Linked DNA regions of Mus musculus: regions 2, 3, 4, 5, 6 and 7 are each linked to region 1. Evidence: chromatin contacts called from public Hi-C, HiChIP or PLAC-seq and promoter capture Hi-C data. All regions are on one chromosome and are shown on one strand. Each heading gives the region's core, a stretch centred on a gene start, on an enhancer-like site or on the middle of the called end of the contact. The rest is flanking DNA. Distances are from core to core; before and after follow the strand shown.

Region 1 (3,898 bases), core at 984-3,483:
AGCCTGGGCTACTTGAGATCCTGGATGAAAATAAGTCTTAGAAGTCGGGTATCAAGACACATGTCTTTAGCTTGAGGCTAACCTGAGCTACACAGGCCAGCAGAACAACCTAGTGACACCCCCCCCATGTCTTAATGTGAAGAATGACCATTGTTTGGAATAAAATATTTTAAGACAATGGCCAAAACCATTCAAATTCAAAAATTCCTCTCCTTAAATTTAGAGAGAATTGGCCTGGGCCTGGCAGTGGGCTCTCGACTGCTCATGATACTGCCAGTTCTCAGCCTAAGCTGGTGGTTCCTGATTAGGGTCATCTCTCAGAATAAGGAAGGGGGTGGGAAATGGAGAGGGCTGGGGTTTGTTTTTAATGTGCTAGGCATTTAACCTAGTGTTCTTTCATTTCATGGGAAGTAGAGGAATGCTCATCTCTGACTTCATTTCCATTGGCTCCCCCTCCCCCCAGCCAGAAAAGGTCAGAACTCCACAAATCTCTGAATGTGAAATATCAGTGCTTTAGCAATGCAGAAATTAAGAGTTAAGGCAAAAATTCTTGGGGCTCCTGACCCAAAGCACCACCGACAATCATTTGGTTACATCCCCACAACCTATTTGGAAGAAGTGGGGGACACAGAATCTAGTTGGGTGACCGGCTGCCCACTTACATATATGTTCTAAAGTATCTGTCAGAACCTGTTTGATCCTGAACTACTAGTTCACGCCTCTGCTGAGATCTTGGAAAGCCGATATAGTGAGCTGACCATGGCTGAGATGTACAGCCAAAAACGTCTGCCAAATGCATACCAAAACAAATATTCTGGTTCCTGTCACCTACATCTGACTGCAAATGTCACTGGTTTTTAGCTCAATAAATGCCGTATACCTGAGCTTTGATGCAGTGTGCTTTGGGACAAGAGCCTGCCCACTAGTTGCCAACTAATAAGGGACTCTAATTTGGTCTTATATGCACGGTGGTAACATTCTTGCATGGACTATGACAGGGTACTCTCCTTAGTGTTGACTCAGTGGGAGAGCCCACCACCATTTCCAGAATCCATCTCTGCTAAGTGACTCACGTAGTCTCTAACTTCCCACTTGCTCCAGGTAGCTTTTTCTTCTCTGGACCTTACTCCGTATTTCATTTTCTTCTCATTACGTTTTTGTTTTTCGAGTCGTTTCGTGTGGCTATCCTGGAACTTAACTTTGTAGACTAGCTTCAAACTTCAAAGATATGCCTGCCTTCTGAGTCTTGGGATCCAAGCTGCCTTTTTCTTTAGTTTTTGAGGCAAGTTCTCACTATGCACCCCCGGCTCGCCTGGATTTCCTCTCTATGAAGACCAGGGTGTCCACCAGTTCACAGAAACTGGCCTCTTTTGCCATCAAAATGCTGGGATTGAAGGCATTAGCCAACAAGCCTGGCCTTATCTCTGTATTTTATTTTAATTAATTAATTAATTTGTTTTTTCGAGACAGGGTTTCTCTGTGTAGCCCTGGCTGTCCTGGAACTCACTTTGTAGACCAGGCTGGCCTCGAACTCAGAAATCCGCCTGCCACTGCCTCCTGAGTGCTAGGATTAAAGGCGTTCGCCACCACCGCATCTCTGTATTTTAAAAGATGTGGTCTCTGCCTTCTGGGAATGTGTGGAGAGAGAGCTGATTCCTTGGCTTAAATGTTTCTTTCACGATCACATCTGTCAGTTTCATGGAAACAGCCACCTTTAATAAAGAATAATGATAATTATACACGTTTCTTAAAAGGAGGACGATCATAGTCTCAGTCACTGTTCAGCTCCAGGTAAATGGCAGGCAGCGGTGAAGAAGCCTCCCAGGAAGACAGGTTCGCCCCAATGGCTATGGTTTGCCCCAGTGCCTGCGCCTGGCGGGTCCAGGCAGGTGACAGAACTCCACGCAGGGTCCCTAGGGGCTATGAACACTCAGTGCATTCAGAGAGGTGCAGTCATTTTCAAAAAGGTCATCTGCTGTCATAGAAGACTCAGGAAGGGCAGAGGCAGGCGAATCTTTGACCGCAGTTACCAGCAGAACGAAACCAAACGACAAATGACGCACACATTCCTGCCGCGCAAGCGTAGTCTTGCTGACTTAGGCGCGGGATGACGCACTGGACACGCGTCGGCGGGAAGCCGCCTACCGAAGCTCCACTGCAATTCTCTCCCCTCCCTCGTCCTCCCTCCCTCGCTTCCGGTCCTTAATTTCCGGTCCTTTCCATTTAGTCTTCCGACAAAAAGACCAGACTGTCCGCTGTTTTCCGTTCCCGCGTCTGCCTGCCTTGTTCCGGGCGCCTGAGCACGTTGCGTTGCAGAGCGGCGCCAGGGCGCCCTCGCCGGCACCATGGTGAGTGCGTTGGGGAAGGGATGGGGCTCACGGGGGACCCGAGGTCTGGGCCAGTGTGCGGCCTCGGGCTCCCTGGCCTATGCCGGGATTCTTTTCCCACCTGGCGTAGCTGTAAGAAATGGCAAGAAAACTGAGTTTGGGAGCTGTATTGCGTCTTGGTGGTTCAGTCTGGGTGAAGCACATTATGCGTAGAGACTGAACGGCCCGGGCGTTCTCAGGTTCCACGGATAGGACCTTTTAAAGGGCAGGGTCTCCACGCCTTTGCTTGCCTGAAACCGAGGACAGAATCTGACATTCTCTAGACGTGTGTGACATAACCGTGAGTGAATGAATAGGATGGGCTGATCTGTTGAGAGGTTGTGATTCTCGGTTTCATTCACTCAAGAAGCGTTTAATATGGAAGTATGAGATCAGACACAGTGTTGGTTCAAAGAGGCGCAGTTACTGTAGTAATTTCAAAGTAAAGTGTCCGTGGACCTCGAGAGATGGCCCAGTGATCAAAAACCACTTCACTTTGGTTCCCAGCACCCACATGGTTGCTTACAATCATCCAAAACTCTAGTTTTAGGGGATCCAACACCCACTTGTTAAGTGACACTAGACACTCATGTGGTGCACTTACATGCATACATGCAAAGCACTCATACACATACAAAAAATATTAAAAAATTAAAGGTAAAAATCCCCTTAAAAGTATACGGAGTGGCTTTCATACTTCTGAGATTTATTGATGTCTTTGAAATCTGTATAGTCTTATCTACAAAACCAGCCCATTTTGGTAGATATTTATCTATATGCATATACCAAATTATGTTTAAGGATCAGGTGTAAGTATATGCATAACCACGTGCAAAATATGGACACATTCAAATATATAGGCCTTCTTGTCAGTCTGTGCTTTATAATACTAAGTAGAAAAAAAACATTAATACACTTTGGGCGGGGTGGTATTTACACATACATAGGGGCAAACAGATACATACTCCTGTTAAATAAAACAGATGCATAAACATTTAAGGAAGCCATGGAATGCTTACAGAGGATGTTTTGGACACTACAGACTGTTGAGAACAGAAACCTAAAAAGGAGAGGAAACAGTGGTCTTGAACAGCTACTTCTGAAGGAGGGTGTGTCCTGTATTGATGTCATGTTCATATATCCACCTTCCACTGGCCAGGTTCCTTTCAGAGTTGATTGGAAGGGGCAATCTGAAGGGCAAGTTAAATTAAACTCATCTTGCTGACTCTCTAGACTGTGTGTCTGTTTCTGCTTGACTTCATGCGTTTATCTGAGTAAGTCATCATAACGTTGCAAGATAAAAGCTACAATATGTGCTGTGAAGGGAAACTTAGATTTTGGTGAGACCACGTCTCAGTGATGGTGAGAGGAAGAGCTAGGAGCAAAATCTCTAGTTCCAAATTCAGCAGGTGCGCTTTCTGTGTAGTTCACAATCCAACTGAAAAAAACTGTTCTCTTCCTGATCCTGTGTAACATTTAGGGACCATTGACTTAACACTGCTGCGGCAGCACTTAAATGAACATCACTTTGC
Region 2 (3,898 bases), core at 690-3,189, 1.4 Mb after region 1:
TTCTTTCCTTCTCTCTCTCTCTCTCTCTTTTTGGTTTTTCGAGACAGGGTTTCTCTGTATAGTCCTGGCTGTCCTGGAACTCACTTTGTAGATCAGGCTGGCCTTGAACTCAGAAATCCATCTGCCTCTGCTTCCCGAGTGCTGGGATCAAAGGCGTGCGCCACCACGCTCGGCTACTATTTCTTTTATTTATTCTTAAGATAAGGTTTTACTCTGTGACCTGAAACTTATTATGTACCTGAGGCGGGCCTTAAACTCTAGATAATCCTTTTATCTCAGCCTCCTAAGTGATAGGGCTACATGTATGGACCACAGTGTTGAGCCATATATTTCAATAAATGTAAATATCATAGTAAACATAGCTATTTCCTTTGTACACTTAACATTTTCGGAACCTGAAAAACTGTTTCCAAAGGGGCTGAAACCTATTTCCTGTGTCAGGCTATGTGCATATGAGTACAGGCAGCCATAGCCAACAGGCTGCACTGCATATGTCTGGAACTGTAGTTACAGGTGCTTGTGAGCTACTAGACATGGGTGCCGGGGACTCAACTCAGATCCTCTGCAAGAGCAGTATGTATTCTTAACTACTGGGTGGTCTTTCCAGCTCCCACCTCTTTTTTGAAGATAGGGTCTTACTATGTACACCTGGCTGTACTCAATATGTGGACCAGGCTGGCATCCAAATCACAGATATCCCTCTATGAGATTTTGTACCTGCAGAATAGGAAAAGGACTTCCATTAAAGAACTAAGTACAGTGTGCTGAGTAAGATGCGACTGTAAAGCCATTAAAAACAGTTGAGATCTGTATACCAGTAACAAAGCTTAGTGCTTTGTGTATGCTATGCTTGGTTTTGAAAGGAAAGGAAAGGGGAAAATGGGGCTGCAGAGATGGCTAGTGGTTAAAAGTGTGTATTGCTCTTTTAGAGGGCCCAAGTTTGGTTCCAAGCAGTAACATCAGGGCTCATCTGCCTAAAACTCTTAATTCTGGGAAGTCCAACTCCTTTGACACACTGGATATACACACATGCATACACAAAAATCTTTTTTTAGAAAAGACTTTAAGGACACAGCATAGTTGTCTATTTCCTCAGCAGTAATTTGAGACCCGAGAAATGGAGGTTTAATCTCATTTTTTTTACTATTCGAATTTGAAAACATGTATCACTACGAATTATTACAGAGTTTTTTTCTTATTTTCCTTTTTTGGGGTGTGGTGGGGCGGGAGGTAGGGGGCAGGATTTCTTTGTATCGCTCTGGCTGTCCTGGGATGGACCGGGGAAGCCTCGAACTCAGAGACTCGCCAGTCTCTGCCTGTAGAGTTCTGGTATTAAAGGAGCTCGTCACCATACCCAGTTTGTTCTTTTCTTTTTGAGACAAGGTCTGTTATGTAGCCTAGCTGTCCTGGAATTTGAGATCTTCTTGCCTTCGCCTCCCGAGTGCTGGGATGACAGGCTGCGCCACCACGCCCGGCTTGCAGACTCTGTCTTAAAAAAGGATACACAAGGAACGCGACTTGTGAAGGAGCTCCGCTGGAAACCTGAAGGGTCTCCCGATGATTGTCTCTTCTCAGCAAGAGGGTGAGCAGCGCCTGGCGCTGGCTGAGGGAACCCGAGGCGCGGTAGGCTGCCCCCTGTCCCATGCGGCCGCTGAGCTGGTCGGTGTGGGGACGCTGTTTTGGGCACGTGAACACCGCCCCAAGTAAGAAAGAAGTATTCGAGTGCATGCATTCACACAAGGGATCCTGTGGAGGCGCTATTTACCCATTTTAGGAATAAAACTGTCTGGTTGGATCGAGACGTCACAGCTCGCAGACCTTTACTGATTGTAGAATCAGCCCGGTCACTGTCAAATAACAGAGTCCGGGCCACAATTCCTCGGTGTTGTTTAGGGGAGCGCGCCTAAGCTCAGCTTCCGGGAACGGCCGGCTGGAAAACGCACTTCCCATGCGACCCGCTTCCCGGCATCCTGCGCAAAACGCCCACTTCCGGCGGCGTCAAACTGAGGGCCCAGCAAAAATGTCAGCAGTCCGACACGCAGTTCCCCGAACACTTTTTCCGCCTCTGTTCCCACCCTAAGCCGTGCTCCGCCGGTGCTTGGCCTCTCCCACTTTGCCCCCTTACCTGCCTCGCAACTCTAGGAATCTCGTTGGTGACGACCCTCGCCGCGTCTCTTCTCCTTTTACAAACGGACTTTTACAAACACGTCCAAACTGTTTGCTTGTAACGACGGTCGTTATTGGTCAGATCAGCCCACGTGCGCCAAGGGCCCGCTCACCTCCGCTGAAGTGGCACCATGGGATTTGTAGTATTTCAGGGGAGTGCTCTCTTTTGGAAAACTACAGAGAAGGCTCAGGGTGCTGACACTTTGTGGCTTTACCTAAACGTACAGAACACACCAGCAAGGGCTTCCCGGTGGTCCCTAGTACATCGAACCTGAACAATTCTGTGCTGAAAACAGTTTTACTGGAATCGGAAGCAGAGCTCGCCTGAGCTTGTATGGTTTTCTCTCGCTTCGCTCTTACACATTATTGAACGACTCCCCCCTTGGAAAGAGCCGAAATAGACTTTATGTATATTTGTTCTTCAGAATCGTAAATCCCCGGCACCAATATTGTGTTTCCTGGAACTCTTTCTGTAGATCAGGCTGGTCTCGAACATAGATCCGCGGGCCTCTTCCCTCCAATGTGTTGGGATTAAAGACATGTGCCACCACCGCACTTCAGAAACACTCGGAAAGCTATGGTGCCTTAGGTGAGGCCGGTGTGTTCCCATAGCTTGGACACCTACTGGTGGTGCGCTGTAGGCACAATTGCTTTGCTCTAGCCAAATTTTACTTTTCTCCGTTACAGTGGCCCTTTTCTGGGATCAGATTTTTCTAATATTGTTTCAGAAACTGAAGGAACTAAAAAAAGAGATGTTTCCTCTCGCCACAATTTTTATTTGCTGTTAAGTTCAAAAGCATTCATATTTATACCTGGATCACATGGCTAGTTAGTTCCTAGCAACTGCCTCAAGTGGTGACCAGAGAGCATCAACCCTCATTTCTTTGCCTGGCATTGGGAAGTGTTTCTCCTTTGTTCTATAGTTCAATGTCAAGCCCTCCAATAGAGAGACATGCAGACAACATCTTTCTGGATGCTGTTTCTCTCCTTTCTCATTAAGTGTGCAGTGGTTCATGAAAGACCTTGTGATCCTCACCTCCCTGTCTTCAGAACCAGCCAACTTGGGTGTCCTCACACCAAGCTCTCCCAGGCTGCAATTTTCAACTGACATTTAAAAAAAAACAAAAAACAAAACAAAACAAAAAAAGCAGATAAAAACAAACAAAACAAAACAAAAAGCCGGGCCGTGGTGGCACACGCCTTTAATCACAGCACTTGGGAGGCAGAGGCAGGCGGATTTCTGAGTTCAAGGCCAGCCTGGTCTACAAAGTGAGTTCCAGGACAGCCAGGACTATACAGAGAAACCCTGTCTCGAATAAAAACAAAAAACAACAACAACAAAAAACAGGATATTAAGTTAAGCCATTCATTGCATTGTATGTCCCAGTGGTATCAGGCAACGCCAGCTGCCCGCTAGTTAGTGGACCTCCTCCTCAAGTGTTTCCTCACAGGCCTGCATATTCCTGTTCCTCTAGGACCTGGCTCCTTCTAAGGATCAGGAGTTCAGCTGTGATTTCAAGTTTGTTTTCCTTACCCTTTTTCCTTCTCTCCCTGCTCTGACTACACATAGTAGTTGCTTTCTGCACACTGGACTTCTTTGACTCCTGTCAACCTACTAGTAGTAGCCAGTGTTTACTTTGTTCCAACCTGTATTAGTTTAATCTTTTGTCATTTCCCTTAAAAATTGAACAATTTTCAAAACTGCATATAGGTATTATGCCTGCATGTACAT
Region 3 (3,898 bases), core at 812-3,311, 1.3 Mb after region 1:
AGCCTGGTCTATAGACTAAGTTCCAAGACAGCCCCAGGGCTGTTACACAGAGAAACTCTTTCTTGAAAAACAACAACAACAAAAAAACCCCCAAGTCTTCTTTTGCTTGCCATGTGTGGTGCTACACATCTTTATTCCCAGAACTTTGGAGAGGCAGAGACAGACAGATGAATCGCTCGGAGTTCAAAGCCAGCCTGGTCTGCAAAAGAAGTTCCAGGCTAGCCAGGGCTACATGGCGATACCCTGTCTTAAAACAAGACAACAAAAACCCAACCTAATTTTTAAATGTGAGCCTAATAAATAGCTATTTGCAGACTTCAGTACATGATTTTAGGAATTATGGGTAGAAATAGCTGACCTAATTGGGAGCTTGAGTCTATTCCTGAGAAGTACCCTCACCTTCTAGACCAGGTGAGTTTAATAAATTTAAACATACCTAACTATACACTCATTTCCATGAGTATTTAACAAATTTAAATGAAGGTTATAACCTCTCTGTAATTATAATTCCATACCACATGCATCTGTGCTGCTTTTACGAAAAAAGCTGATTTATGACCTACATTGAACTTAATTGAATACACTGAATAGTGAAGGCCGCATGGTTTGAGGAGTCACAAGTTATGATTTATCTAATATTCCTCCATGCTCTGTCAATATTTAAAGAGAAATAGATGATTGGAACCAGGTAAAGTAACTTATTTTATCTGCTTAAAGGACTGGGATGGAGAAACCAGAAATCCATCCACAAGCAACTGAGGAAAGCAAGTCTCTAGGGAACTGCTCGCTTGCTCCCTTGGAGCCAGGTGGAGGGAAATGGGCCTCAGATGAGGCCAGATGAACAGATACTGAACTTTTGGGCAAGCCTGAATCACATCCTCTTCCTGTCCTCATCCAGAGGCTTTGTAAAATAATATTTGAGCCTAAACAAATGTCACTAACACCAGGAATAAGTGAAGGCACGGAACATACAAACAGGTGCGGGGCGGGGGGGGGGGGGGGGGGGGGGGGGGTTCTGAGTGGCTCCTTTAGAAATGACAAGTTCACACAAGTCAGTTCTTTTCTTTCTCTTTTTTTTTTTGAAACAGGGTATCACTTTGTAGCCCCAGCTGGCCTCAAATTCTCAAAGATCTACCTGTTTCTGTTTCCCCAGTGATGGGATTAAAGGTGTTTCCTACCATGCCCTCAACATGCCAGTGGTGGCACATCCTGTCATTCCAGTGTTTGTGAAGTGAGACAGGAGGATCCAGAGCTCAGTGCCTCTGCACTGAAAAAAAAAAACCACACACACAAAACTGTGGCGTAGTGGTAGACAGCTTGGCTAAAAAGTTAGAGATCCTATGTCTGATAACCAGCTCAGCAAAATTAAATTCTAAAACTCTGATTCAAATAAAAAAATCTGCAAAAGGTGCTCACCAGTAGAGAAATCAGAAGATATAGGTTCCATCCTGTGTAACCTTGGGTCATTCACTTCATTCATCTCTCTGGGATTGTCTTGCTCTGTTGGGGAAAAGAAAGAGAAATAAATACCCACTTCATGGAATTTTCAATTAAAAAAAATATATATTGCATGGGATAAAATGTTTAGAATGGAATCTGCTGTGGCACACCCACACCCACAATCTGTTCCTCTTGACTGTAAAGGTGGAAAAGTGGACATAACTGTGAACTTTAGGATCACTGGACAGTTGAATAGTGAGACATTGCCATTCTATGGCTTATTAGGCATAACAATCTTAAATCAGTTACAGCACCACCTGTACAACATCTAGAAAAAAACTAGAAATTTTTTCTAGATGCTTGGGTACTTGGTTACATACTGTGCACACACGCGCGCACGCACACACACAGGCACACACCTGCCTGCCATTACTCAGTTTTTTAAAAATCCCGTGTCAGGCCTGCATTTTATTTATTCTCCTGCCCACCAAGGGAATTAACTTTCTTCCAAAAGCACCTCTTGCTGTTTCATCCTATGGGAAATTCTGAGACTGATGAAAGGCACATTCTAGAGCTTTCAGACCCGGCCCAATTTTTCGATGGCGACACGTGTCGCCATTTTGTTGGGAAACATGGCCGCCAGCCCTCCCCGCTCGGGGGTGGGGTGGCGGTGGGGTGAGGAACGCCACGCTGGTCCTTTCGGCCAAGTATTAAACAACACGTTCCTTCACACGACCTCCTCCAGGCTGACTATGGCGGCGGCACGAGGAGCCGGCAAAGAAAGCACAAGGCGCTCTCCAGCGTCTCGAGGGCCATTTCCCGGCGGGAGGCCTCGGTCAGGGCGACCTCCCAAGATGGCGGCGGCGCCCAGGCTTGGCCGCCTCCCGAAAGCGTGGTCCAGGCGGCGGGCGAGCCAGCGCGGACATGCGGGGGGCCATGCCGGCACGCCGTCAGTGCGCACCGCTCCTCTAAGGTCTCGGGAACTATCGTGGGACATAAAACACGAGGGCAGGAGGTAGCGCCTCCGAGGGCTTCCCTAACCGGAGCCGACCAAGTGCAAACAAAGCATTATGTAAGTGGACGCCATTCCAGCGGCCCCCGTTCCTAACGCCACTAGCCCGAGCGGCACTCGCCGGGGCGGGTGACTCTCGCTCGAGTCTCTCTGCGTCGCGGACGCAGCCGCCGGACGGAGGCCAAGGTGGGGGCTGGGACCAGGCGCCCGGACGCCGGGGACGAAGGGGCCCCACGTGCCCAGCAGAGCGCGTGCACAGCCGCCGGGCCGCGCCTCGCCTCGCCGCCCCTCCCCCCACGGAAGCCAACGCGGGCCGCTCGCGCCCCCCCTCGCTGCCGCGCATGCGCCCTGGTCCCCTCCCGCGCACGTTTTCGACCCGCGGCGGCCTAGCTCCCGCCTGCAGCGGCCTCCGCCGATGCCTGTATCGCTCCGCCATCGAATCCTTGGGCGGACCGGGAAACAATTATCTGTCCCCGGCACAAAACCAGTATATTTTCCCAGTCCCCTGCCGGAGCCGCTAGGGTTAACAAAACACGTGCTCCCTCTCAATCTCTGCCGGGTCCCCAGTTTTGCCCACGTTGTCCGTTTTCAACCCGACGGCGGTGCCACCGGGTTATTTTTCTCAAGGGTCGCGCGCGCTGGCGCAGTCTTGTGACCTAAAAAAGCCGGTCCTCTTTTTTTTCTCCTAGGGGTCCTGCGCGGAAAGCACTTCCGGGGTCAGAGGGTACGCGGGGTTGAAAGCGGGCTTCCCGCCCCGCCCAGACCGCCGAGGCTGCCGCCGGAGTCGCCACCGCCGCGCCCTCGCCCACCCGCCCGTCGACCGCTCCCGGTCCCGCTCGCCCCCGTCGCCGCCGCCGCCAGTCCTGCGACGCCGCCGCGGCCTCCCGCCCGCGCCCGCCCGCTCCTGCGGCCCCCCGCTCGCCTCGCGCCGGCAGTTCGGGCCTACTCCTCCCCTCCCCCGCCAGCCGCCCAGGACTTGACCACGTAACGAGCCCAACTCCCGAACGCCGCCCGCCGCTCGCCATGGACGCCGGTGTGACTGAAAGCGGACTCAACGTGACTCTCACCATTCGGCTGCTGATGCACGGAAAGGAAGTAGGCAGCATCATCGGGAAGAAAGGGGAGTCGGTGAAGAGGATCCGCGAGGAGAGCGGCGCGCGGATCAACATCTCGGAGGGGAACTGCCCGGAGAGGATCATCACGCTGACTGGGCCTACCAATGCCATCTTTAAGGCCTTCGCCATGATCATCGACAAGCTGGAGGAAGATATCAACAGCTCCATGACCAACAGTACGGCGGCCAGCAGGCCCCCGGTCACACTTCGGCTGGTCGTGCCCGCCACCCAGTGTGGCTCCCTGATCGGCAAGGGCGGCTGCAAGATCAAGGAGATCCGCGAGAGCACCGGGGCCCAGGTCCAGGTGGCGGGGGATATGCTGCCCAACTCG
Region 4 (3,898 bases), core at 602-3,101, 1.2 Mb after region 1:
ATGGCGCTAGATACTCTGTTCCTAACTGCAAGTCCTAGTTGGTGTAAGCAATCCTATTCTTGCCACCAAGAAAGGAGATTGCCATATTTCTTAGTCTCTCTGGTGTTTATGTGATTGAGTATTTTTGTTTGGAGTTGAATTTAGACGTGTTTGTGCTTAACTTACTTGCTTTAAATAGTCTCTCTGGCTTGGGTTTCAAACGCTGACCACCCCTTTAAAAAGAAATGTGTGGCTTTTCCGTTAGAGTGACTGTAGGGGTAGAATTATGATCCTGAAATAGGACTGGATTGAAATAAGTTGCTGAGAGCAGAAAGAGAAGACTGAAAAGATGTTATATATTCACAGTAAACTTGGGAGGAAATATGAAAGTGTGGAACCCAAGATGTTAAAATGGCTGAAACAAAGCATTTTATGAATATTAAGTTGGTTACTTTAATAGTTGCATATGATACTTTAATTTTTAACCTTATTTAACAAACAGCATACAATTTTAAAATATTCCAAGTGGTTCTTTTCCACATTCTCATTTCCAAGTTCCATGTCCTCATGAAAAACTGCCTTCAGTGTGTGTGTCAGCATAGAGCCCTTGATTGGATCCTTGAACATACCAGGAACATGGCCTCTCCATCGCACCCAAATCTGTTGTGTGTAATGGCGGTTTGAATTTAGTTCTGTGGCTGTCTGCAGTTCTGGATACCTGCCATTTTGTTGTTGTTATTGTTGTTGGGATCGTTTTGTTTTGTTTCGTCTTGTTTTTGTATAACTATAAGTCAGAGGATTGCCTGGGCAGTTGTGGATGAGATTACAGGGGTTCAGGTCTTTCTCCAAGCCAAGGGGAAACAGGAACGTTATTTGTCTCTGAGCCTCTTTCTTCATGTGCAAATGTAACTAAGGATGACAACCCTCACAGGTTGTCCTGAGGGATGGGAACCCTCTAGGTGGATTACCTGACATATGCATACAGAGAAAGCTAAAACTGTATACTGACAACACTCATACGTTTCATTTTAAACTCCCCTGCTCATTTCAGTTTTCAGACTTCTTACCCATTAGCTTTATTCCTGCCATTTAAATTGAATATGTTGACATTACACTGTAAGTCTCGAATAAGCTCTCATTTCAAAAGTCGCGATGCTCAAGGACCTGTGTTTACAAAGTGAGCTTTCCTGTGGGTGCTGGTGGCCTTGGGGAGAGGCCTGCTCTGAAGTGTTTTCCTCTGGGATGGAAGGGATGGCCTCGGGTTCAGCCTTACTCTATGCACCAGGTCACTCGGTGCGAGTGTGGTATACGGGAGCCGGCTGTTTTCCCCCAACCCCTGGGGTGGGAGCTAGGTGCCACCATCTGCTGAGGTCCCCAGCTAGGCCTGAAGTTCTCCCCGGAGACAGTGGGCAACAGGTCGGCGGCCAGTGGGCGGGGACCCGCCCTGCCCTCCTGCCTTGTAGCCAATCAGCAGCACGGGAGTGGGCCGCTGCTTGGGCAGAGAGGTGACGTCATCGTAGCCGGGAGGTTTCCGAGGATTAGGCCAATGAGGCGCGGGCGCAGCGGCATTCCCTATACTGTACTTGCCCAATACCCGGAGAGCCCAAGGGGGCCCGGCTATCGGCGTAGAGCCAATGGGAGGCAGGCTGAAGCACGAGGCGGAGTTGCGAGTCCTGCAGCCAATGGGGCGTGGGGGGCGGAGCCCGGGCCTTGTCAAGCCCGGCCAACCGGCGGGGGAAGCGGGCTTCTGGGGCGGGGCCGCGGGCACTTCCCCAATCGCGGAGGGCCGGGGGCGGGCCGGGCCGCGGGCGGCCCAATGAGGCACGCCGCCGCCGCGGGCCTGTCAAGGGACGGGGCCGGGGGCGGGCGGCGGCGAGTCGGGATAAACACTCGGCGGTGGCGGCTGGGCTCCTGTCTCCGTGCTGTCCCATCGCTGCCCCTCCTGGCTGGCCAGCGCGGCGGCTCCTCGGTGTTCCCGGCCGGTGGCCCGCGGGCACGGAGAGGCGGCCCGCCGGGTGCAGGATGGCGACAGCCGTCGGGATGAACATCCAGCTGCTGCTGGAGGCGGCCGACTACCTGGAGCGGCGGGAGAGAGGTGCACGGCGGGCTGCGGGCCGGGCGGGCGGCCGCTGGGGTGGTTGGGGCGCGGGCCGGCCGCGAGCGCCAACCCCCGAGCCCGCGCCCCAAAGCCGAGCGCGGGGGGCGGCGAGCAGCTGGAACCTTCCACACCTGCTCCGAACCGAGGGCGTCCACGCCAGGAAAGAGCAGGCATTGTTCTCAGAATTCCGCCTGCCTGCTCCCGCCCGGTGTCCCGGACTCCGACAGACAGACGGACGCGGGGACAGGGTGTCAGTTGCTCTGGGCCCACTTATTAACGGGACCCCTCGGTTTTTTAGAAGCTGAACATGGGTATGCCTCCATGCTGCCATACAGCAAGGACAGAGATGCCTTCAAACGGAGGAACAAGCCCAAGAAGAACAGCACCAGTAGCAGGTAACTGTTCAATGTTCCCCTTCTCTGTAGCTAAAATGACCAAGGCTGATTGTTAGTTGACTTACAGGATTCTAGCCCTACAGATACATTGAGGGTTCAGTAATGTGTTCATGGTGCCAAGCAGTCCTTCTTTTTAAGTTGAGGAAACAGAGGAGAAAAATAGGAATGTCTAACATTTCAGTGTGACTTTTTAAAGCAAGATTAATTCTGCTTTTTACCGTCTGAACAAAGCAAAGCTCTGTGGCTGCTCCAGGCAGGTCTGGCAGCAGGGTTACTGTGTTTGCCTGCTTTACAAGCAAGAGTTTCCTTTAATTCAAAATGTGGCATGGTATCAGTTGATTTTGCTTGTTAATAGAGATTTTATAAATGAAGTATCTGGCCTGACACAGGTGGTAGAAATTTATATTTAATGTGTACATTAAATGCAGTAGTTTGCCTGGTAACCCAATTGTGACCTCTCTTCCTGGTGGCTGAGCAGAGTGATTGAGGGTAGAACCCACTTCTGTGAGAAGATGCATGCTACACTAAGATGTCAGCAAGTTGCAGCCTTTTCCTGTTAGCCTCAGAGATTACCTCATAGCCCTCAAAAGCTGTGAATTTCACCAGTGTTTAGTTAATGGCTGGGAACTCACAGTCCCTGATCCACAATAACATTTCATCTTTGTTACTGTCCCTATGTCCCCCTCCTTGCTCTTAAAATACTAGTTGTAGCTGGGCATGATGGTGCACATCTTTAATCCCAACTCTCAGGAGCACTCAGGCAGGTGGATCTCTGTGATTTGGAGGCCAGCTTGATCTACCTAGGGAATTCCATGTGAGCCAGGGCTACACAGTGAGACCCTGTCTCAGAAAACAAAAACAAAACCACTAACAAGTTGGTAGGAGTCTGTGTATCTTGAGCTATTCAATTATGTCTTTCTGCCTATCAACTAAAATGACATTTTCATCAATTTAGAATCCTCATCCCTCCTTCTCATGAGTAACTCCCACAAGCACTATATGTGTAGCCCCTGTGGCTTAATACAGACCACTACACCCCAGGAGGTTCCCACTCACGCCTCAGATTCACCCACCTTGTCCTTGGTTCACCCCGTTCCTAGTCCTTAGTGTTGTGATCATAGACTGAGCAGCACACTTGGCCACGCTCCTGACTAAAGCACCGGAAGGGTGGACCTGACCTGGTAATTACCTGGTGGGTTTTCCTTGTCTTCTCATCTAGCATAGCCTGGTGGTAGTCAGCAGCACTGTACACAGGCATCGCTGCCTTGAAGGAGCATGCGCACACTGACGTGAGTCAGACAGCAGCATCAGAAAAGGCTCTGCTGCCTTTGTAACAGAAGGACTTCAAAGGCGTGGTGTGCTGTCTGTTGTCTCTGTACTAGTGTATCCCACTTTTGCCGTTATTATCACCACACGTGAGTTGGGA
Region 5 (3,898 bases), core at 365-2,864, 1.1 Mb after region 1:
TGGTTTTTCAAGACAGGGTTTCTCTGTATAGCCCTGACTGTCCTGGAACTCACTCTGTAGACCAGGCTGGCCTCGAACTCAAAAATCCGCCTGCCTCTGCCTCCCGAGTGCTGGGACAATGTTTTAAGATGACCTCACGTATGTTTCATATTATGTACATTCCTGCGTGTCCCCTGCAGCCACCGTAGTTCTCTTCCTCCCACTTCTCCTTCAACCAGCCTCAGCTACACACCCTCAGAATTTCTCAAACATGAGAAATTCCTCAGTGGCTCACAAAGGACATATACTGCTATAACGGAGTGCAAATGGTGAATTGATGCAGTCAGTTCCGGGGGGGGGGGGGCGAAAAACTGGCAAGAACTCGTAAAGTTGAAAATTTCCCAAGAGCCCGTTTCTGGGATCTGCCTGATGAAGCTTTTGCGAGTGGTGTTCCTGAAAGAGCATCTACGTAGAAATAACTGAAACCCCTTGGCAAGGGAGTAGGCAAATGATGTGTCTAACAATGAGCAGTGACAATAACTAGAGATTCCATTCAAAGTATAGTTTTAGGAGAGGAGAAATCATAGGTTTGGGATGGTCCAATTCCATTTAAATTACATGTCTGAATGTGCAGCAGAAGAGTGGTTATACGTGTAAAGACATGCATAGAAATGGCACAGAGAGGGAGAGGCTGGAAACTGAGAATTAGTACACAAGGGGTTTCTCATTCCCCACTATATATCAATAAAGCTAAAGGGGAGTGAATCAAAGTAAGTGTGATAGAATTCCAAGCCAGTAGTAGGTCCACAGGTACTTGTATTGCTCTGTTTGAAACATTCTATTATAAACATTTTACTTTGAAAGGTATAAAAGGCAGGTATGGTAGCTCAGTGCCTCAACTCCTAGCACTTAGAGGCTGAGATAGGCGGACTTCTGAGAGTTCCAGGGAAGCCTTGGGCTTCAGAGTGACACTTTTCCTTGAAGAAAATTTAAAAAAAAAAAAAAATCGAGGGCCAGGGATGTAGCTTAGTTGGTAGAATGTTTGCTTAGCATTCAAGAAGCCCTGCATCTGATACTCAGCATTTCAGGTCCACGAAGGTGATGTGACACATACATGGCTGTAATCCCAGCTTTCAGGGGGTAGAAACAGGAGATCAAGAGTTCAAGAGCATCCTATACAGTGAGTCGAAGTATGTAGTACGAGACACTGACACAATAAAATAATAATTAAATCAAAACAAGGCAGCAGAAGGAAGGCAAGACCTGGAGGCTAGCTGAGGCTCCAGACTGAACCCGGTCAACACAGCTGGGTGACGGTCATCTATCTAACCGGGCCAGTCGGGTCCTAGAGCCCTGGAAGCAAAGGCCATGTTGGCAAGTCCGTCCTCTTATTAACCGTACAGGGCTGGATGAGACCCCGGAATCGAGGAAGCTTACGGGAAGAACCAGCGACAGAGATCCCGAGATCTGTTAGGCATAAGCACACAGTGCCCACGCCCCTCCGTTGAAGCCGGAACCGCGGAAGTCAGACACGCACCGGGGCTGAGCGCCGCAGGGACGGGCCAGCAGCCTGCGCATGCGCAACCTGCAGCGCAGGCTCCGTCCTCCCGCCCCGCCTTTTCCGGAGGCTCGCCTTGCGCCTGCGCCCTGCGGCGCGCGCTTTGTTGGGAGAAGGAGGGGGCGAGGTCTAGCGAAGCCGGTCCGCTGAGGCGCTACGGGCGGGGCTGAGGATGGAGGTGACTGCGTTCGCGGCGACGGTTGGGGCTGCGCGCGAGGCGGCAGCGGAGTAGGCGGTGGAGATACGGGCATGGCGGGGCGGCCCCTCGGTGCTCCCTAGGCGCCGGAGCCATGGGCGCTCTCAGCAGCCGGGTGCTGCGGCCCGCAGGGCGCACAGAGCAGCCCGAACCCACGCCCGGGGCTGGGGGCGCGGCCCGCAGGTCGGACGCCGGCGAAGATGCGGGCCACAGCTTCTGTTACTGTCCGGGCGGCCGCAAGCGCAAGCGCAGCAGCGGCACATTCTGCTACTGTCACCCCGACTCCGAGACAGACGACGACGAGGACGAGGGCGACGAGCAGCAGAGGCTGCTGAACACGCCGCGCAGGTACGGAACGCCCCGCACCTTGGGGGGCCTGACCCCGGTGTCCTTGACAGGAGAGCGCGGGAGGGTCGGTGCGGGAGGTGAGTGCCCGCGGAGCAGATGGGAGCTGGGCGTTTGCAGACAGACCTAGGTCAGTGCGGGAGCGGGCGCGTGCCGGGCAGACCTGGGGTCAGTGCGGGAGCTGGGCATTAGCAGACAGACCTGGGTCAGTGTAGGGTCTGGGAGTTTGCAGATAGACCTGGGTTAATACGGGAGCTCGCGCGTGTTGGGTGGACCTGGGATCAGTGCGGGAGCTAGAAAGCTTAGGGTTCTGCACATTAAACAGAAGCTTCCTGAGTGTCAGAGCCTCAACCTGAGCCTAAAAGGACTAGCCAGAGCTTCCGCGTCCCTTCCGTAGCAGGCGTTTGCTTTTTGAATAGGATAGCCACGGGAAATTTTACTGTGCATCACTAGCCATAAATCAGTAAAGAGAGGAGCATAGTAGTCCCTGAGATGGACATCTCTCTGTGTTGTCACTAGAGGGACCAGTGATGGAGATTCGCCCAGTTAAGAACAAAGTCTGCTTGTTGAGGTGGGCTGCACTCTGTGTAGGTTGCATAAGATTTTTTTGAGGGAAGAGTTGAAAAAAAAAAATCATTGCTTGTGAAATAGATGTGGCGTATACCAGAATATACTGTGCAGTAAGGATTTTTTTTTTCTCTTTTTAAGGTCACTGTTAGACTCACACAGATGTAATTTTTTAATGAAATTTTTAAAAAGGATCTGCTTATGGACATTGCATTTTTGTTGACAAAAAAAGTGTAGGTGAGCCGGGCGTGGTGGCGCATGCCTTTAATCCCAGCACTCCGGAGGCAGAGGCAGGCGGATTTCAGAGTTTGAGGCCAGTCTGGTCTACAGAGTGAGTTCCAGGACAGTCAGGGCTACACAGAGAAACCCTGTCTAGGAAAACCAAAAAAAAAAAAAAAAAAAAAAAAAAAAAAAAAAGTGTAGGTGGTAGAGTTGGAGCTCAGTGGTAGCGGTAAGATATGTAAATATCTTAGGTTAAAAACTAGGTTAATATAACTTTTCATTAGGGGGTGAATATATTCACAAGATGGATGTTCTAATGAGTTCCAATTCTGAATTCCTATCTGTATTCTGCACTTAATATACTCATTTTCATATGTAAAGTAGAACTATTATTGCCACCTCAAAGAGTTACGCAGATTTTGCAAGGTATTACAATCCTGCAGTAAGCCTCTGGTGGCTGAGACAAGAGCATCAAGTTGGAGGTCAGTCTGAGCCACAAAGTGACTTAAAGGCCATTCTGGGCTGTATCCAGACACCCTGGAGAGAAGAGAGAGGAAGGAAGGGCTGGGAGTGTTGAGACTCTCACAATCTGAGAGTGAGCACAAGTGCAGTGCCCCCCCCCCCCCCCCCCCCGGTTTTAAGATTTGTTTTTATTTATGAGTATGTGGATTTGTGCACATTCCTGCAAAGTCCTGGAACTGGAGTTACAGAGGTGTTGAGCTCCCTAATGTGGGTGTTGGGAATTGTACTTGGGTCCTTTGGAAGAGCAGTGTGTGCTCTTTACCACCGAGACACCTCTCAGGCCCCAGAGTGCCTGTCTTTGTGCATTTGGTATTAGAACTCTTTGATGAACAGGCTCTTATGTCATAAGACATGCATCCTTCTTCAGCCTTAGTGACTTAGCCACTCCCACTTACTTTTGGTAATTGTCTGATGCACCTTTTTAATCCTTTCCAACCTACATCCTGTATCCCATCACCCAACCACCCCTAAGATTTCCCAGCCCATATCCCAGGGCCTTATCCATTCTC
Region 6 (3,898 bases), core at 1,049-3,548, 1.0 Mb after region 1:
ACCTAGGAGCTGTCATGTTCTTTCCTTATTATTTTTTCTTTTCCTTTTTCTTTTATTTTTTTCATTCATCTGCTACTGAAACCTGGGCGTGACATAGATGAGTTCCCTCCCCTAAGGAACTCCTCCCAATCAAGCCTGCTGCTGATCTGACTCTCCTAAGGTATGCCATCCAGGAGGGTGCCTGACACAGGTCGGGACAGGCAGGATGCAGTGAGAACATGGCAGCCAGCGTCTGTTAAGTAACTTGGCCATTTGTTCTGGGCTTGAAATCTAACAGATATGTGTATTTATTTTGGTATTTAAAAATGTGTATGGGTGTTTTTGTCTGTATGCATGCATGCCTGTGCACCACTTGCATGCCTGATGCCCATGGAGACCAGAGGAGATTGTTAGATCTCTTGGAACTGGAGTTAAAGATGGTTGTGAACCACCATGTGGGTGCTGGGAATTGAACCTGGGATCCTCTAGAAGAGCAGTCTGTGCTCTTTTCATTCATTTATATATATATATTCTTCGAGACAGGGCTTTTCTGTGTAGCCCTGGCTGTCCTGGAACTCACTCTGTAGACCAGGCTGACCTTGAACTCAGAAATCTGCCTGCCTCTGCCTCCCAAGGGCTGGGATCAAAGGCGTGCGCCACCACTGCCTGGCGCTCTTCTCATATTTATAAAAAAATTATTGTTTTACTTTATGTATACAAGTACTTTGTCTGCAAGTGTGCAGGTACATCATGTGTGTGCCTGGTGGTGCCTAATTTTGATATCTTTAGTGTGAAGTCTGAGTCCTTAAGTTGAACAGCTCTATTCATTGTTTTGTCGCTCTGGGTTAGATCAGGTCCCCAGAAGTAAGACAAGATGCAGATGCCCTGTTAGTGCACTCCTGGGCATTCCCAGGAGAGCCTGCCATCTGTTGGAAGAAGTCGCATGTCACCTGTCAGAGCTCAGAAAGAGTCAAGACTCCTACTGGAGGTCAGCCCTTCCCTGATCCCAGACCTCAGATCCCAGATGAGCCTGGGTCAGATGGAGTCCTGGCCTTTGTTTCCCATAAAAGACTCAGGTGGGGACTAGCACTGAGTCTTCCCCGAAGACAGGTCTTCAATTCCCAGCAGCCAAGGGATCCTATGCTGGTGTGTAGACATACAGACAGACAAAAATCTGTACACATAAAATAAGTAAAATGCACACGTATTTATATGTAATAGTAAAAGCCTCTGTCTGTGGCTTCCCTACCTGGGCTAGGGCAGACTTTGGGAGAAGTGACATCAGAGGCCTGTGGCCTGGTTGCACTTGCTATAAAGATCAGCTTAGCTGTGGGCTAACTACAGTTCCTAGACACTAACCTTTATCCACCCCCCACCCCACCTCCCCTGCATGTAATTACTTTTAAAAGGATACAATAGTCTTGAATCTTCATTTTGTCCTTCCTATTACCATGATTAATTTTGTCTTCCCTTGTGGAAGCTTAGAAACATATAGACTTTGGAACATGAAAAAACAGGCCCAAGTCTAGATCAGCCTTCCTCCTCCTGACCCCCTCAGCCTTCCTCCTCCTGACCACACAATAAGCCACCTCCTCTAGCTACAGTTGCTGATACAATTTAAAATAATGACCACCTAGGTTTTGGTTGGCTAGAGAGCAAACACTGCCCAAAGCGACCCATTCTTTGTTAAATGAAATTGGAGGTTGCCTGTGGAGCCTCTGTTGCCTGCACCTGCCTCTGTTCTTCAAGCATTCATTATCCTTGTAGCAAGAGGCATGTGCCTCCGTGTCCAGCAAGGAGCCAGAACCAGGCTGGCTAGCAACCAAGAAATGCTTCAGTTGGAAGTTTAGTGGGAAACCCAGAGTTGCTTCTAACCCCGGTCCCAACGGTGACCTGTACCTGTCTCCGAGAACCCTTCCCCTGACTTTGAGGATTGCATCTGTCTTCTTTAAGGGAGGCGTGCAACTGCTGAGAATTTTCTGGAACGTATGTTATAATGTGAAAGGAGGACATGGACTGTGTCCTCAGATGTCACGTTCTGATTTTTCAAGTTACACTCTAGACTGGAGCGCCGAGGCCCCAAGTACGTTGTGCGACCCCAGCAGGACGCGAGGCTGAGACCCTGGGAGTCTGGTTGTGCAGGGTCAGGGTCCTGAGTGGGCTCGCTGTCCTCAGTGGGGTTAAAGGCCGAGTGCGTGATCTGCCTCAGGCCCCTCCTGGTGCTGGGGGCGATTCTCGTGCTCTAGCTGCGCTTCTCCGGGGAGGGACTTTCCTGTGGGCAAAGGGACAACCAGGAACTTGGGCTCAGTCTCCACCCCGAGACTGGGCGGGTCCTATCGGCCGGGACGAGGGTGTGGCATTCGCCGTAGTCTAGAGCCTTTCTCCGCACCAGAGGTAAGGGGCTTAGGGCAGTGGTCCGGACCTCCGCCGCGGGCTCTGGGGTCTGGGTGTGGGTCCTAGGCTCCGGGCAGGTGTCCTAGGCTCGGACCTGGAGATCTAGACTTCATTTGGGGAATCCTAGGCTGGGTCGCAGCTGGGGCCTGGAAACCTGAACTTAACCTCGGGATCCTGGGCTCGCCCGCTGTCCTAGGCTTGGACCTGGGAATCTTGGGCTCCTGCCGGTTGTCCTAGACTGTGGCTGGGGATCTTGGGCTCAGGGACCGGGTGCTGTGACCAGAGGCGGGTTCTTTGGGCCACTTGGCTCCGCGCCCTGGAAGCGTGAGGTCCCGGACCGGAGCAGCCACCTGGGAAACGTGGGGAGGAGCAGGCAGTGCCGCACGGTGCACAGCACTCCTGCAGTCCTTTGCTGAGTCAAAGCCCCCCCGGGACTCCGCACTGAGGATAAGCCACTGAGTTAACATTCTCTGAAGCTCACTCCAGCACTACTTGTGTTGCCTTTTCTTTTTGCAAGTAAGTTTGCTTTCTCGTCTTCTTAGGGCGCTCCTCGCCTCTCTTGTAGCGAACGGTCTCCACACAGTGCCTGGCGCCCAGGAATCATCTTATTCTTAGTTTTTATTCTGTGTCTGCCTGTGTCTACATTTTAACTTAGTCCTCGGTGCTTTGACCAGTTGGAGACTTTGGCGCCTAAGACAATTGGCGGTTTAACACTTTGCTGGCTCAATGTGCACCTCAAGGGTATGAAAGCCTCCATTTACTGGAGGAGCACTCTGGGCCTTAAGCAACTGCGCCTTTCATTAAAACTGGGCACTTTAGTGGATGGTGGAAGGATGGATAGGATGGCCGGTTGTTACCTATCCCTCTGCCCATCATTCCCAGACTCACTGTTTCCTTAGGTGGGAAGCAACTCCATTTATGGCCGTGAGTCCCTAGAGAACGGAGGAGAGAAGAACAAGAAGAGAGGACCAGGCATATATTCAGTTGATAGCGTGCCCCCAGCACACCAGAAGCCTTGGGTTTTATCCTTGGCTCCAAATAAATCAGGTGTACGTTTGCCTTTGAGGACAGTTTGGAGAAAATGACAGTCCCAACCCAAGCAACACCCTTTTGGAAGCTTCCCGTTTTAGATTTAAAAGGAATAGAATCTCATACTTCAGGACAATCGGTAGTTCAGGGTAATATTGGAGGGTAGTCTGGACTATTCGAGATCTGGCCTTCAAAAAAAGAAAGACCCAGCCAACAAAAAACCAAAACCAACACAAGAGTAGTAGGTAGGGGCTGGAGGTCTTGGTTCAAGAACACTCGATGCTCCCAGTACCCACTCCAGATGGCTCCCAACTGCCTGAAGCTCCAGATCCAGGGTGTCTGACACCCCATTGTGGGCTTGGAGAACACACACACACACACACACACACACACACAATTAATTAATTTAATGCTTTTGTAAAGAGTGTGCAGGAGAGGTTGAAAACTAGATTGAGATTACCACAGCCACTTGAGAGCCACTAACTTCAGTGATGGC
Region 7 (3,898 bases), core at 479-2,978, 1.0 Mb before region 1:
AAATAGCTTTGATACAGCTGAAGTAGGATCAAGCAAGAAGCTGGAACAGTAGGTCTCAGTAGCTCAGGATCCTCGAGGGTGAATCCTGTCAGGGCTGCCTTCTTGGTCTTCCATTCTGCAATATACAAACCTTATCGACATTTGCATTGAAAGTGCGGGGTGCGGAGATCAATTAAGAATGATTTTCTGCTGTTTGAACAGGTGAAAGACAACTGTCTTTCTTTAGAAGTTAGTCTGATCATATAATCAAACTCAAATCTCCATTTACACTATCTGAAAAGATGGTATGTCATAATAAGCCCTGAGAATTTTGTAGTCAATACAATTTGTTGTCTGTATATAGACATTTAAGTCCCAGAGCTGTCCCCAAGTATAGGGATCAGTGTATACATTACCCATCTTGTTGATCTTGCCAGTCTTCCTCTTCTTGTCTGTAGCCAAGATCTTCAGGGAGTCGCCCTCTGTCAAGTCTGATCCTTATTATTTCGGAAGGAGTCCAAAGCCTTTTCTTCTTTTTTAAAACACAAACCTAGAGTCTCTCTCCCAACACAGCATGCCTTTAAGTACAGACTGATTCAATCTAGTAGAAGACTAGGCACTGGGTTTCCTGGAGCTGGAGTTACAGACAGTAGCAAGTGTGGGTGCTGGGAACCAAATCTGGGTCCTCCAAGAGCCACAAACTCTGTGCGGAGCTGTCTCTCTAGCTCCCCTCCCCCACCAGACAATCTTATGTCGCTCAGACTGCCCTGGTCTTAACCTGAATCCCTTCTAGTGCGGTACAAATATTACAGGCGTGGGACAGTCACGCTTCAGTCAGTGTTTTCACTGTCACTTAAAGAAGTGAGACATCTTTCTATCTGAGAATTGCCACAGTTTCTCTCTGTATCTAGAATGGTTTCGCCAAAACCCAGCTTACCCAACATCCATGCATCCTATAAATGTCTCCATAGAAGGTCCCCTCTGCCTCCGTTTGTGCTTAACCTGCCTTCCTACACTTGTGGCTCTGGAACATGCTGAGGAATGTTCCTGCCCTCCTGACACTTAGGAAGAGCAATGCCTGTCGGATTTGCCATATTGGCACAAAAAGAAACTTGAAGTCAAGGAGAAGCGCTGGCTAGAGAGAAAGGTGACTCCCACAAGATGTCTGAAGACAAGGACAAATCTCCTCAGGCTGTGAAAGCCAACTGGAAATTGGGGGTCTAAACTACCCCTGGAAGCTGTAGTGGGTCAGAGGTTAAGAGCATGGACTGACCCAAGTTCAGTTCCCAGCACCCACATGGTGGCTCAACAACCATCAGTGGACTTCAAACACGCACGTGGTGCACATATGTACATGTAGGGAAAACATTCACACACATAAAATGAAAATAAACTACACCCGGCACAGAGTTCAGCTCTCTGCTCTTGCCCAGTCCCTTCACCAAAGCCTGGTCCTCTCCGGCCTTCAGGATCCCCAGGCCACGTGCCCCAACAGGTCCCTGCTGATCCTGGCCTCTGTCTCCTTCGCTGTAACTGGGGCCCGGTCTGCTGCACAAAAGGTTCGGGACCCGCTTCCCAGGGAGGTCCCCCCCCCCGGGTGGCGAAGTGCTCGAGGCCCGAGGTGCAGGTGCGAAGCCGGACTCCGCAATAGGGTCCCGCCCCCGATCCCTCCGCTGCATCGATTGGGCGGATGAGCGCGTGAGTGGCGGGTACGCAGGCCAACGGGGCGCACGCGCGCCGCCGCCTTCGCTTTGCGCGCCCCCGAGGCCGGCCCGGGCGCCGCGGCGCTGCGGCTGCGGGCGGCAACGCTGCACCATGGCCCGGCCGCTGCGGGCCGCCCGACTGCCGCCGCCGCTGCTGTTGCTGCTGGCCGCCGGTGAGTGGGGCCGGGCCAAGCCGCGAGGGCGCAGCGCGCCACGGGCCAGTGCTGGCAGCGCCGCAGAACAAAGGCTGTGGGGCGCGCGGGGTCGGCCGCGCGCGGGGAGGAGGCGGCGGCGCGGGGCCTGGCGCGGGGACCCCCCAGGCGCCCTGTCCTGGGCGCTGGATGCTCCGTGCCACGCGCGCGCTCGAGGACGGCGGCGGCGGGGCCGCTGCACCAGGGTGTCCGCGCCCCACCCCTCGCCAGGTGACAGGTGACAGGTGACCAGTCTGCGGCCAAGGAGCAGAGGGGCGTGTGCGTGTGTGCGCGCGAGGGTGTAGAGAAGCTCAGCAGGGAGGCGAGAGCGCACGGGTGACACCCTTGGAGAAATCGCATCGTAAAGGTCCGGCGGGTACCCAAAGCGCGTGGGCCGGGGATGCCGAGGGCCGAGAAAGAAAGAGCTGCGTGGCCGAGGTGGATGTTTACATGTGCGTGGAGCTTGCCTGGGAAGGCGTGTGCGTGTCGTTGTGAACGCGTGTCCTCGACTGCGCGGGGCAACTTTATTAGGAGCTGACAAAGGGGTAGGTCTGCGACAGCGACTGCCGCCATATGGGGCTGTGTGTGAGACTCGGGTACGTGGTTTTCATTCAGCAGTCACTCCGGATACCTCGTTAGTGTGGGCGTGTGACAGGTCGGGGCCTGAGGCAGGTAAGAAATATGTGTGTGAGGGAGAAAGAGACAGCTTCTCAGGGTAGACATGGGATTCAGGGGTGTGTGCGAGTGTAGGGGGCGGGCACAAAAGCTTGACAGGCTCAGAGGCAAGCCGCCACCACAGAAGGGGAGGGAGGAAGGCTGACTGCAAAGGTGGGTCAGACCAGGACATGGGAGAGCAGCTTTCTCAGGGAAGATCGGAGCTGGGACCCTGTCCTAAGGTGGGCCTGGGGCAGGAGCAGGGTGCTGGGCTGGGTGGGCTACAAGACTTGGTGAACGCGTGTCCTCGACTGCGTCGCTTCCCCTCCAGTGGAGACAGGCATGGGACTGGCCACTAGTGCTCAGGCAGTTACCCCACCAAAACCCACCCAGTGTAATGTATACAAATTCGAGGAGGCGTCTATGTGAAGTCAGGTGAAGACCTTGTTTGATATGAATAGGTGGTGGGCCCTTACTTTGAGACTGTCAATGATAGAACACCAGGAAAATGTCTGGAGAAGGGCGGAGGTGGGAGAACGCTGATTAGGGTTGTACTTAACTGTAATTCCAGCTCTTTGGAACCTAAGGGGCAGGAGGATTGGGAATCCAAGTCCAGTCTGGGCTGCAGAGCAAGACCCTGTCTCTAAATAAATAGATAGATAAATAAAACAAAAAGTCAGAGAGGTAACTGACCCCTCACACTGCTGTGCCTGCCCTGGGCACATTTTATGGGGAAGTGTCTATTGATGTTGGCCTGGGACATCTACACAGACCACCCAGATCTTTGCAAAGCTCTGGGAGGTCTGCTCTCTCTCTCTAGGTAGGGACCACACCATCTCTGCCAGCAGTGCAAGTCAGTATGGAGACCTGACTCTCATGACCCCATCCTGGTGACCAGTGGGATGACAATCAGGGTCCCTCCTTTCCTCTTCTCTCCCTCACCCCGTTTGTATGCCCCCATCTCTGTGCAGGCACACGTGTGTCTATCAGCGTGCCTCCTTTCTACACCTTTGTGTAGAAAGAAGAACGCTTCACTCATGCACTCTTTCTCAGCGGCAAACATCAGTGGAGTCGGGTGGGGGTGGGGGATGGGGGTGTGGGGTGGGGGTGCATCTCTGTTGTGGCTGCCACTCCGGGCTGTGGGGGCAGAGTGGCAGATGCTGCCCAGCCACCTCCCATGCTGGTGTCTGCTAAGGGCTTAGGGGGATCTGACTTGAAAGCTGCTGACAGGGGAGGGCCGAGTGCAGCTGGTGGTAGACAGAAGAGCCTGCCTGCCAGGGCTGAGCGGGACCGTGCAGGAGGACACACACTGGGTTCTGGGGCCCTGGCTTTCTCTACCCCTAAGATGTCTGCCTGTCTCCGTGACCTCCC

What was found. Promoter capture Hi-C pulls out the DNA fragments that hold promoters and counts their contacts. A called contact is a pair of places that touch in the nucleus more often than the background predicts. HiChIP or PLAC-seq counts read pairs in DNA pulled down with a chosen protein or histone mark. Capture Hi-C pulls out chosen DNA fragments and counts their contacts.
Region 2: a promoter capture Hi-C map of liver shows a contact between it and region 1, with 3 times the contacts expected there. The contact joins the promoter of C87436 here to the promoter of Isy1 in region 1. A contact is called at or near these places in 3 of 39 promoter capture datasets (cranial neural crest, hippocampal neurons and maxillary cranial neural crest), 1 of 484 Hi-C or Micro-C datasets (B cells), 2 of 115 datasets of contacts at active chromatin or transcription factors (astrocytes and embryonic stem cells) and 1 of 9 other capture datasets (liver).
Region 3: a contact with region 1 is called in a Hi-C map of muscle stem cells, with 6 times the contacts expected there. The contact joins the promoter of 1600020E01Rik here to the promoter of Isy1 in region 1. A contact is called at or near these places in 1 of 39 promoter capture datasets (the C10 cell line) and 2 of 484 Hi-C or Micro-C datasets (CD4 T cells and muscle stem cells).
Region 4: a contact with region 1 is called in a promoter capture Hi-C map of liver, with 5 times the contacts expected there. The contact joins the promoter of Mxd1 here to the promoter of Isy1 in region 1. A contact is called at or near these places in 2 of 39 promoter capture datasets (the C10 cell line and liver), 1 of 484 Hi-C or Micro-C datasets (CD8 T cells) and 1 of 9 other capture datasets (adipose tissue).
Region 5: a promoter capture Hi-C map of liver shows a contact between it and region 1, with 2.5 times the contacts expected there. The contact joins the promoter of Gmcl1 here to the promoter of Isy1 in region 1. A contact is called at or near these places in 6 of 39 promoter capture datasets (the C10 cell line, cranial neural crest, hippocampal neurons and 2 more), 1 of 115 datasets of contacts at active chromatin or transcription factors (large pre-B cells) and 1 of 9 other capture datasets (adipose tissue).
Region 6: an H3K27ac HiChIP or PLAC-seq map of bone marrow-derived dendritic cells shows a contact between it and region 1, with 4 times the contacts expected there. The contact joins the promoter of Anxa4 here to the promoter of Isy1 in region 1. A contact is called at or near these places in 2 of 39 promoter capture datasets (cranial neural crest and liver) and 1 of 115 datasets of contacts at active chromatin or transcription factors (bone marrow-derived dendritic cells).
Region 7: a contact with region 1 is called in a promoter capture Hi-C map of embryonic stem cells, with 2.1 times the contacts expected there. The contact joins the promoter of Podxl2 here to the promoter of Isy1 in region 1. A contact is called at or near these places in 5 of 39 promoter capture datasets (the HPC-7 cell line, cranial neural crest, embryonic stem cells and 1 more), 4 of 115 datasets of contacts at active chromatin or transcription factors (embryonic stem cells, extraembryonic endoderm stem cells, large pre-B cells and 1 more) and 1 of 9 other capture datasets (embryonic stem cells).

The regions. Positions count from the first base shown.
Region 1 is chr6:87,837,094-87,840,991 of GRCm38.p6, reverse strand. Isy1 (ISY1 splicing factor homolog) reads left to right here and starts at 2,233. Exons shown (of 11, transcript NM_133934.4): 1 at 2,233-2,348. The coding sequence starts at 2,346.
Region 2 is chr6:86,436,715-86,440,612 of GRCm38.p6, reverse strand. It overlaps C87436 (expressed sequence C87436), which reads right to left and starts at 1,939. Exons shown (of 10, transcript NM_001364557.1): 1 at 1,766-1,939.
Region 3 is chr6:86,525,493-86,529,390 of GRCm38.p6, reverse strand. 1600020E01Rik (RIKEN cDNA 1600020E01 gene) reads right to left here and starts at 2,061. Exons shown (of 5, transcript NR_037960.1): 1 at 1,958-2,061; 2 at 1,417-1,500. Pcbp1 (poly(rC) binding protein 1) reads left to right here and starts at 3,202. Exons shown (of 1, transcript NM_011865.4): 1 at 3,202-3,898. The coding sequence starts at 3,476. It overlaps Gm38676 (a long non-coding RNA gene), which reads right to left and starts at 627. Exons shown (of 2, transcript XR_869219.1): 1 at 1-627.
Region 4 is chr6:86,667,112-86,671,009 of GRCm38.p6, reverse strand. It overlaps Mxd1 (MAX dimerization protein 1), which reads left to right and starts at 1,851. Exons shown (of 6, transcript NM_010751.3): 1 at 1,851-2,074; 2 at 2,376-2,472. The coding sequence starts at 2,002.
Region 5 is chr6:86,731,094-86,734,991 of GRCm38.p6, reverse strand. Gmcl1 (germ cell-less, spermatogenesis associated 1) reads left to right here and starts at 1,614. Exons shown (of 14, transcript NM_011818.3): 1 at 1,614-2,081. The coding sequence starts at 1,828.
Region 6 is chr6:86,791,984-86,795,881 of GRCm38.p6, reverse strand. Anxa4 (annexin A4) reads left to right here and starts at 2,298. Exons shown (of 13, transcript NM_013471.2): 1 at 2,298-2,373.
Region 7 is chr6:88,872,876-88,876,773 of GRCm38.p6, reverse strand. It overlaps Podxl2 (podocalyxin-like 2), which reads left to right and starts at 1,728. Exons shown (of 8, transcript NM_001347327.2): 1 at 1,728-1,855. The coding sequence starts at 1,795.